Linked DNA regions of Mus musculus: region 2 is linked to region 1. A link is a contact called in public HiChIP or PLAC-seq data. All regions are on one chromosome and are shown on one strand. Each heading gives the region's core, a stretch centred on a gene start, on an enhancer-like site or on the middle of the called end of the contact. The rest is flanking DNA. Distances are from core to core; before and after follow the strand shown. Region 1 holds the start of Rps6 (ribosomal protein S6). Region 2 overlaps Acer2 (alkaline ceramidase 2).

What was found. HiChIP or PLAC-seq counts read pairs in DNA pulled down with a chosen protein or histone mark.
Region 2: a contact with region 1 is called in an H3K27ac HiChIP or PLAC-seq map of microglia, with 2.8 times the contacts expected there. The contact joins the enhancer-like site here to the promoter of Rps6 in region 1. A contact is called at or near these places in 2 of 15 datasets of contacts at CTCF or cohesin (CD8 T cells and the NIH/3T3 cell line), 10 of 484 Hi-C or Micro-C datasets (CD4 T cells, CD8 T cells, the G1E-ER4 cell line and 4 more), 12 of 115 datasets of contacts at active chromatin or transcription factors (CD8 T cells, the SCID.adh cell line, embryonic stem cells and 6 more) and 3 of 9 other capture datasets (adipose tissue, liver and pancreatic islet).

Annotation. Positions count from the first base shown.
Region 1 is chr4:86,854,994-86,859,180 of GRCm38.p6, forward strand. It overlaps Rps6 (ribosomal protein S6), which reads right to left and starts at 2,374. Exons shown (of 5, transcript NM_009096.3): 1 at 2,328-2,374; 2 at 1,735-1,866; 3 at 1,153-1,363; 4 at 874-1,020. The coding sequence starts at 2,333.
Region 2 is chr4:86,897,108-86,901,294 of GRCm38.p6, forward strand. It overlaps Acer2 (alkaline ceramidase 2), which reads left to right. Exons shown (of 6, transcript NM_139306.3): 4 at 3,375-3,512. Among named protein-coding and RNA genes, the nearest start is that of Acer2, 25 kb to the left of the region's middle. Within about 2 kb of position 1,789, at least 54 of the 459 cell types and tissues checked have an H3K27ac peak or open chromatin away from gene starts, as enhancers often do. A contact at or near this core is called in adipose tissue, liver, microglia and 1 more, where this site is marked.

The DNA of each region.
Region 1 (4,187 bases), core at 1,124-3,623:
GCTGGATGACTATGCAGTGGTGTAACTCAAGCCAGGCACACCTAAGGCCCCATTCAACCCCCACCATTCATCCAAGGCCTGTGTTGTCCTCAAAACCTTTTTTTAAAGTATTACTCTGACCCTATGGTCTGCATTCTTTTTCATTTATGCTTGAATCCTACTTTTAGATGGACTCTGCCTACTATTAGAACTTTTAAAATTTGTTTTAGCCTTTTGAATTTACACTTACTCCACATTACAGGTCTCTTTAGGAACAGAAACTTGCTGTCATCTCAGCTCATGGACCCTTGTAAATAAGCTGGGATAGTCAAGTTCTGCTACAGGTCAGCCACTCTGTCCATGAGGGGAAATGGACCATTTTTAAACCTCTTGTCAACTGAGTTACACGTTTCCTTTAGTACCACTCTAATTAGTACATGTACAAGTCCACAGTCCTGAGTTATTTGTATCTCACATACAAGCCATGTCCTACAGACACAGTAACATCGTGTACCTGATGCTGTACTCTTCATTAATGAGTATGCTGCCTAACACATAGTATTTTTTCTTACGTTTAAGTGTTTTTCCTGACTTCCATAATCTATGTCCCAGAGGTGACAAATACGAGAGCCAGTCATCAGTAAGTCCAAAACACCAGCTTAGAACCCGGTCTCTCCAAAATCCTCTCCTGCAAGTTGTCCTCTAGCCCCTACATATACATCAAGTGCTTTAAAGGATTTTCAAATGTATTAAAATGAGAATGCCTTCGTAATCTCAGAATCCTGGCCATTCCTAACCCCAAAGCCATGAACATAAAGTCTGGTAAGCCAGACTCCGGGCTGGCAAGCAAAGCTGCAGCAGTAGCACAATACACCCCCCCCCCAAATCCATTACCTTCTTTGTTTAAGGGCTTCCTGACAACATACTGGCGGACATCATCTTCTTTGGAGAGATTAAAAAGCTTGCGGATTCTACTAGCCCTTTTAGGTCCCAACCGACGAGGCACAGTAGTGTCTGTCAGTCCAGGAATATCCTTCTCTCCTTAAAGAAACAATCAAAATAGAGACATTAAATGTTTATCACTTGGGAAACAACTTCTTGGGCCAATGCCCACTACCTAGGAGGCAGATCTCTCTCAATAAACAAGCAAGCAAGCTTCAACAAAAGCCTCACCTTTCTTTACAATGACCAAGTTGAGAACACTGAGATTAGCGTCCACAATGCATCCACGAACAGACTTGCGCTTCCTCTCTCCAGTTCTCCTTGGCCTGTAACAGGAATGCCCCTTACTCAACAGCAGGCGCACTCTGCCATGGGTCAGAACACCTTGCTTCATGGGAAAACCTTGCTTGTCATTCCCACCGCTGATCCGGACCACATAACCCTGCGTTGAACATAAAATAACAACATTTTACTAGTTCAGTTCCAACCTACTAAGTGCAGGTTCTTAACCTCTTAGGTTCAACACCCGACTAGGGAGAATAACTGAGACCAATTTCAACCACTCACGTTTTGTCTCCGTTTCCAACTAAGGTAAACTAGCCATCTCTCTCCTTTTGACTTACCCTGACTACCCCGGTTTTACTAGCATGAACATGAAAGGCTTTTTTTAAGACCCTGAATTCCGTACGGCAAGCAAGAAAGAAGCATGTCCTTTCGGCCCATTTCCCCAAACTTGGTTCTATTAATGAAACTTAACCCAAAACAGCCCTTGCGCTCGCCAAGCTGGGACATGGATGCCGGTAACAACCTTACCTTCCACTCTTCACCAAGAGCATCAGCGGCTACTTCCGTGGCCATGCGCTTCTCATAGAAGGTGCGGAGCTTGCGCTCGTCATCCACCTCGATGAGCTTCTGACAGCCGGTGGCGGGGAAGGAGATGTTCAGCTACAGTTTTAAAGGGGGACAAGAGAGAACCTTAGGGACCCAAGCCGGGCCGACAACGCAGGGCGTCCGAGGCTCGGATCCCACGCCCGGCAAAGCGCCGCATCCACGGGACATTTTACAGGAGCTCTGTGGGATGCTGAGGACGCCGGGCGACCCTCAAGACCTCCGCTAGCAGAGTGGCGAGGGCTCGAGAGCCGCAAGGCTGCCAGCCGCGAGCGGGGCTTCGGGACCGCGCGTGCCGGGCCCGGAGCCGGGCGCCGCTATGGCGCTACGTCCACCGCGGCGGCGCTGCAATCGCCCGCCATCCGCTCTCCCAGAGCGTCCCAGGGCCGCCAAAACGAGTTCCCTCCCGCCTCGGATCCTTCTCCACTTAGTGCGGGACTTATGCGAGCCTGGGACCGAGGCCGTGCCGCACGCTCGGGCTCGGGCGGCCTCACTCGGCCCTGGCCGGGGACGCCTACCTTCATCTTGACACAGCCGAGCGCCTGGGAGGCGTCACGAAAAAGAGGCCCGACTTCCGCTTAACCCAGGGCACATAGCGCTCTAAGTTCTCGCGAGAACAGCCGGCGGAAGTGACTTTAGAGGGGCGTTACTTCCGGGCGTAGATTAACTAGACTATGGAGAGGCCGGTTTGCAGCGAGCTGTCATTTTAGCTTCCTGGACCTTCCTGGTGACGGGGTCTGTCGTTTATCACCGGGGTTAGCCGCTTCCAGACTGGTCTACTGAGGAGCCGAATCTCCGTTTGCGACCCTGGTTTCTAGTAGTACCTAAAATGGGAAAGCACGACCGGAATTGTCGCCCTGGCTGTCAGGTCCCTCATCCGTACAGAAGATTTCCAATCCGGGATCTTGTCCTGATCCCAGCGATTGAGTGGCTCCTGTAGTCGCCGGACCGCAGAGGCTAAGCAGTCACGTTTACCCAGCACAGACATCTATCGTATGCCTCAGAGTCTTGAGCCTCTCTGCTTTCGCTCTTCTTCTGCCAAAATTGTCCCTTTTGTGGCTGGGCTGGGGGTGACAACTCAGATTGGAAATTGAGCCTCGGGGCTCATCACTGAGCGGCACCGTCGTTGTCAGCTCTTTTTTCAAAACACAAATTAACACCATTTCCATGCTTGTTTACTGCAGTCACACACAGTTCTGTTCAAACTCGTCTTTTGTTTTTCTGAGACTGTCTTTGTATAAAACCCTGGCTGTTCTGAAAGTCTCTATGTACATCATACCCATCTGCTCACCACTGTCACCAATTTCTGTCTCTAAAATTTTGAGTAAGTCCATCATGTGATGGAATCAAATGGAAGTTGTCTTTTTATAACTGGCTGGCTTCACTGAGTGCAGTCTTCAAGTTTATATTTTTCTTCCTTTTAAAGGCGCGTGTGTGTGTGTGTGTGTGCGCGCGCGTGCGCGCGCGCGCGATCACATTTTGTGTGTTGATTTTCTTGTTGAACATTTTTGTTGCTTTATACAATATCCTTGGAAGTATGGCTGCCTGCCTCTGCCCTCAGACATCAGAAGGGGTCTGATCCCTTTGAATTGGAGTTACAGATGGTTGTCAGCTGCCATGAAGGTTCTGGGAATTGAATGCTGGTCCTCTGGAAGCCCAGCTACTAGTCTTAACCACTGAGATGTCTCTCCAGACCCTGTGACCTATTTTTAAATTTTGGATTGTTAGACCTGCCATTGGTGATGCCTGCTTCTAACCCTGGCACTATGGAAACAGGCAGGACGGCTGTCACAAGTTCTTGCCAGCTTGGACTATATAGTAAATTCCAGGGTAGGCAGAAATACACAGTGAGAGCCTGAATCAAACATGCACACAAGTGAGAGAGGGGTTGGAGGAGCTTGCATGTGATACTGAGGTATCTGAAGGCAGGCTTTCACCTTGCAGCCCAGGCTGATGTCAAACTCCACGGTGTTGCTGGGGGATGACTCCTGATCCTGGAGCTTTCACCTCTCAAGTGCTGAGATTATCATAGGCCTGTGCCACCGCAATCTGATCTTAAAGACTGGTCCCTGTTTATTTTAGTTCTTGTATTAGGTCAGTGGTCCACTTGGAGTTTTGTTTTTTAAACCAAGTCTTACTGTGTTGCCTAGGCTGGCCTCTTGGCCTCTGTACTTGAACAGTCCTTTTACAGCCTTCCAAGTGGCTGGAACTACAACACATGCCATTGAAATCTGCACAGTGGTCATGCTCATATGTCTCTCCAACAGTAGACTCGCCTCCTCCTTTCCCATGTAGGTATGTAGTTGTTCCGGCAGTGCATGTGATGGGAGCGCTCTCCACACACTTGACCTGACCCTTTGGTTTGTTATGGCTGTCCA
Region 2 (4,187 bases), core at 539-3,038, 42 kb after region 1:
ACACTAGTGAGTCCTAGCCATCTCAAGGGACATCTCAGAGTTTATGGACATGGTTTTATCCTTCATAAAAATCTGCCTCACTTTACAGGAGTAAAGGTGACAGTATCAAGTACTAAATATAAAAAACAGGATCAGTTAAACCTCCTCTTTAAGGGGTAGCTAATGGTAACAGTAACAGCTTCTTTATTATTAATGGTCAGGAAGTTGGGTTGCTAGATTTGTGTTTGGGGAATACGGAAAAAGGGGTTCTAAGAGTTCAGTCACCGTGAGTGCTCACACGAGACTCTGTGGGCTGTCGGGACCACCTGTCATCACAGTTAGAACACACACTGTCACGGCCCCTCAATTCTGGAAATTTCTGGCTCTCTAATACCTAGGGCCTCTGGTGACTCTTGCTCTAGTAGGCTGGGCTGGGCTGGCTTTCTGATGGCCGTGTGACCTCTGTTTACTTCGACTGGTTGCAAAATTGTGCGTGTGCACAGGATGTCCTTGTCGTCCAGCACATTCCTCCACTCCCTCTGGACCGAGTATGGGGAGGTGTCTGCCACTGTCTCCTAAAGCTTGTGCCTTTAAACTATTTGGCAGTCTTATATGGAGCCTCAAGGGAATTACAATGGCTGGCCAGCCTGCTCTCCGTCAGGAGATATTATCAGCAGTAACATTTTTTTTTTCTGTCTTGTTTGCTTTGTTCTGTTTCATTTTGAGGCATGGTCACACTCTGAGTCTACTTGGCCTCAACTCAAAGCAATCCTCCTGCTTCAGCCTCCCAAATGCTCAGATTATTGCTCAAGTAGTGACATTATTAACATAGTATTTTTTTCTTATTGGCACATTACACACCTGAGCTCTGTATTAAGCACTGTTGTGCTCTCAAGAATGTCATGGGCGTTAGTGGTTCAGTTGCAGTGGGAAAGTCTAGAAGAGTTAAGCGTCTTATGAAGGCCCCACAGACACTGAACAGTGCATTTGTGAGTCCATCTGTCCATCTGAAATGTCTGTGCTTTTAATTACTGTATTCCTCTTTGTAACCTGTGATTGGAGCTTCCATTCCACTGGGTTTGGGAGGCGCTATACTTTGAAATTTTCTTTTCTTCCCTCTCTTCCCCCTTCCCTCTTCTCCTCTCCCTTTTCTTCTCCTCTCCTCTCCTCTCCTCTCCTCTCCTCTCCTCTCCTCTCCTCTCCTCTCCTCTCCTCTCCTCTCCTCTCCTCTCCTCTCCTCTCCTCTCCTCTCCTCTCCTCTCCTCTCCTCTCCTCTCCTCTCCTCTCTTCCTTCTTTCCTTTCTTCCTTCCTTTCTTTGAAATACAGTCTCATCCGTCCCAGGGTGACTCCAAGCTTGCTATCTGAGGATGGCTTTGACCTTCTAATCCTCCTGTCTCCTCCTTTCATGGACTAGGATCACAAATGTGTACAAGCACACGCAGGTTTTGAGGCATAAGGGATGGACCCTGAGGCTTCGTGCATGCTAGAAAAGCACTATATTAACTCAGCTGTATCTCTAGCCTTCAAGTCTCTGCTTATATGTTTCCAATTGAAAGGTGTGTGTGTGTGTGTGTGTGTGTGTGTGTGTGTGTGTGTGTGTGTGTGAAGCCCAGAGGGTAAAACAACGTACAGACATGGTATATGGTGAGAGGATAAGGAAACACATGGGCTTGTCCTGTGACAAAGAGAGAAGATGGAGGGATCAGAAAGAGACCAGCAAAATGCCCCGCTAGCCGTGGCTTGCAGGGAGAGTTGACCAGTGCCCGAGAGGCCATGAGCCTGGTGCTGCTGGCTGTGCTGACCTCATGCTGGACAGGCAGCCTTGCTTCCGGTAGCTGAAAAGTTCTGGTCTGTCAGGAAGAAAACACGAGGCTCCTGATCATTTGCTGCCTGCTTCCTTTCACATAGGGCTGTTCCCCTCTGGTTCAGGGCTACCGAGCCTGCTCATTCCAGTCAGAAGGTTGGCAGCTTGATCAATGACTTCCTGTGCCTTGATGATAAATGCCTTTCCTCTTTAGAAGATAAATCTGTATTTTGAAGGGTCAATGCTTTTTGAGTTTTTTATAATAGAACTTCATTCCAATCCATTTCCTAACGGTGACCTGTTCCAGGGCTCTTGGCCAAAACAAATTCTGACAAATAACAGAAAGTACAGGACAATCATGCTCTCCCTAATTTAAGTCATGGAAGAGGCCTCTGAGAGTGGTTGGGCCAGGGCCTTTTTGCTCTATAGATGAGAAACAGAGTCCCCGGAGAGAGGAAGCAGCGTGCTCAGGATCACGTCGGCCGCTTCTGGCTGGCTCCACTTCCCTGAAGGCCAGCCGTCTATCAAGTTAAGATCCTGTCAAGACAAAGCCCCACTTCATGCTACACCTACACGTTGCCAGGAAATACCTTATTTGATTTTTTTTTTTCACAAAACCTCTAGTTTTGTAGGCTGGGCACATAGGAATTTTTTTCTTTTTTAAGTAGTAATGTTTATTCTTTATTAATGGTCTCTGGTGTCTCATAAAAGTCATCCGCTTTGACCTGGTAGAACTGCGTGGGGCTAAATGGATTCTGGGAAGTTTTATGAGTATGTAGGCATGCCCGTTTCTGAACTTAACTTTATAAAGGCAGAGCTGAGTGGCTGGGGCAAGGAGCTTAGGACCCGCAAAACTGAAAATACTTCAGACCCTTTACAGATTTTTTTTTTTTTTTTGAGACAGGTTATGTTAAGTAGTTGAGATTGGTCTTGAAGTCCTGATCCTCCTGCCTATACCTTCCAAGTTCTGGGATTATACTCTATGCTACTGTGTCTGGCTTATAAAGAAAGGATTTGTCAAGTCCTGCAGATCTGATAAAACACAGAAAGACAGAAGCAGGGAAGTCACTGCCTCCCTAGAGACGTAGGTTGGTTGTGGCTTAACCATTTTCCTAGCTAAATGTTTTCAGTCTTTGATTCCCAGCCATCAGCTCCTAGAAGCAGAGAGGATGGCTTTTAGATGTGGCTCATCTGTGACCTAACAGTATTCAGTGCACAGTGGTTCTCCACCTGTGAGTTGTGACCTAGTCACATATCTGACACCCTGCACATCAGATATTTACATAATAATTCATTACAGTAGCAAAGTTACAGTTACAGAGTAACAATGGAATAATTTTGTGGCTGGGGGTCTCCACAACATGAGGCCCTGTATCAAAGGGCCACAGCATTGGGATGGTTGAGAATCATTGGTGTAGAAGTTCTCAATTTGCACAGATAGTAGGGGCTGCACCTCACCAATAGTGATGAGCAACGGGAGCGTGAGCAAGGCCTTGGGGTCAAGTCCTCAGCATGAGTTTGGGGGAGTGTGTGAAACAAACAAGCATGGTTTCCTTCGTCAATGGATTTTCTTTACTTCCACTGACTTAGGGGCAGGTTCAAGGCAGTGGTGTGTGTCCTGTCTGCAATTACAACGTGCTTGGCGTTTATCAAGCCCGCCATCAACAATATTTCCCTGATGATTCTGGGACTTCCATGCACTGCGCTGCTTGTTGCAGAGCTGAAGAGGTGGGTACCACTCTTCCTGTCTTTTGTTGCCTGGGTAACCAACCATTTTCTTCTGGGAAGTTGTAGATGAAGGCTTCAGGTTCATATTCATATATATATATATATATATATACATACATATACATACATATATATATTCATGTTTTTAAAAAATATTTTTTAAAAATCCATATATTTTATTTCATGTGCATATGTATATGCCTGAATGCATTACACCGTGAGCATGTAGGAGCCCATAGAGATCAGAAGAGTAGCTTGATCCCCAGGATCAAGAGATGAGATGCCCGACAGGTGTGCTCAGACCAGATCTGGTCCTCTACAAGAGTGGTAAATGCTCTTAACCTCCATCTCTCCAGCCCTTCCAGAAACATTTTATGGGGACTGGAGATATGGCTTGGGGGGTTAAGAGCACTTGTTGCTCTCCCAGGTGTACTTGGTCCTGTTTCCAGCAACTAAAAGCTGGCTCCTAAGCATCTGACACCCTCTTCTGACCTCTGCAAGTACCAGGCATGTGCATGTAGTTACTTTAAAATGCATTTGAATTCATACTTCTCTTACTATGAACACTGAGTGTCTTGATTTTAAAACATCGTTTCCTGCTATGTAGCTGAGGCTGGCCAGGCTAACTCATAGTGATCTTTCCACTCTTCTCTGGTGCTGAAATTCTAAGTGTGA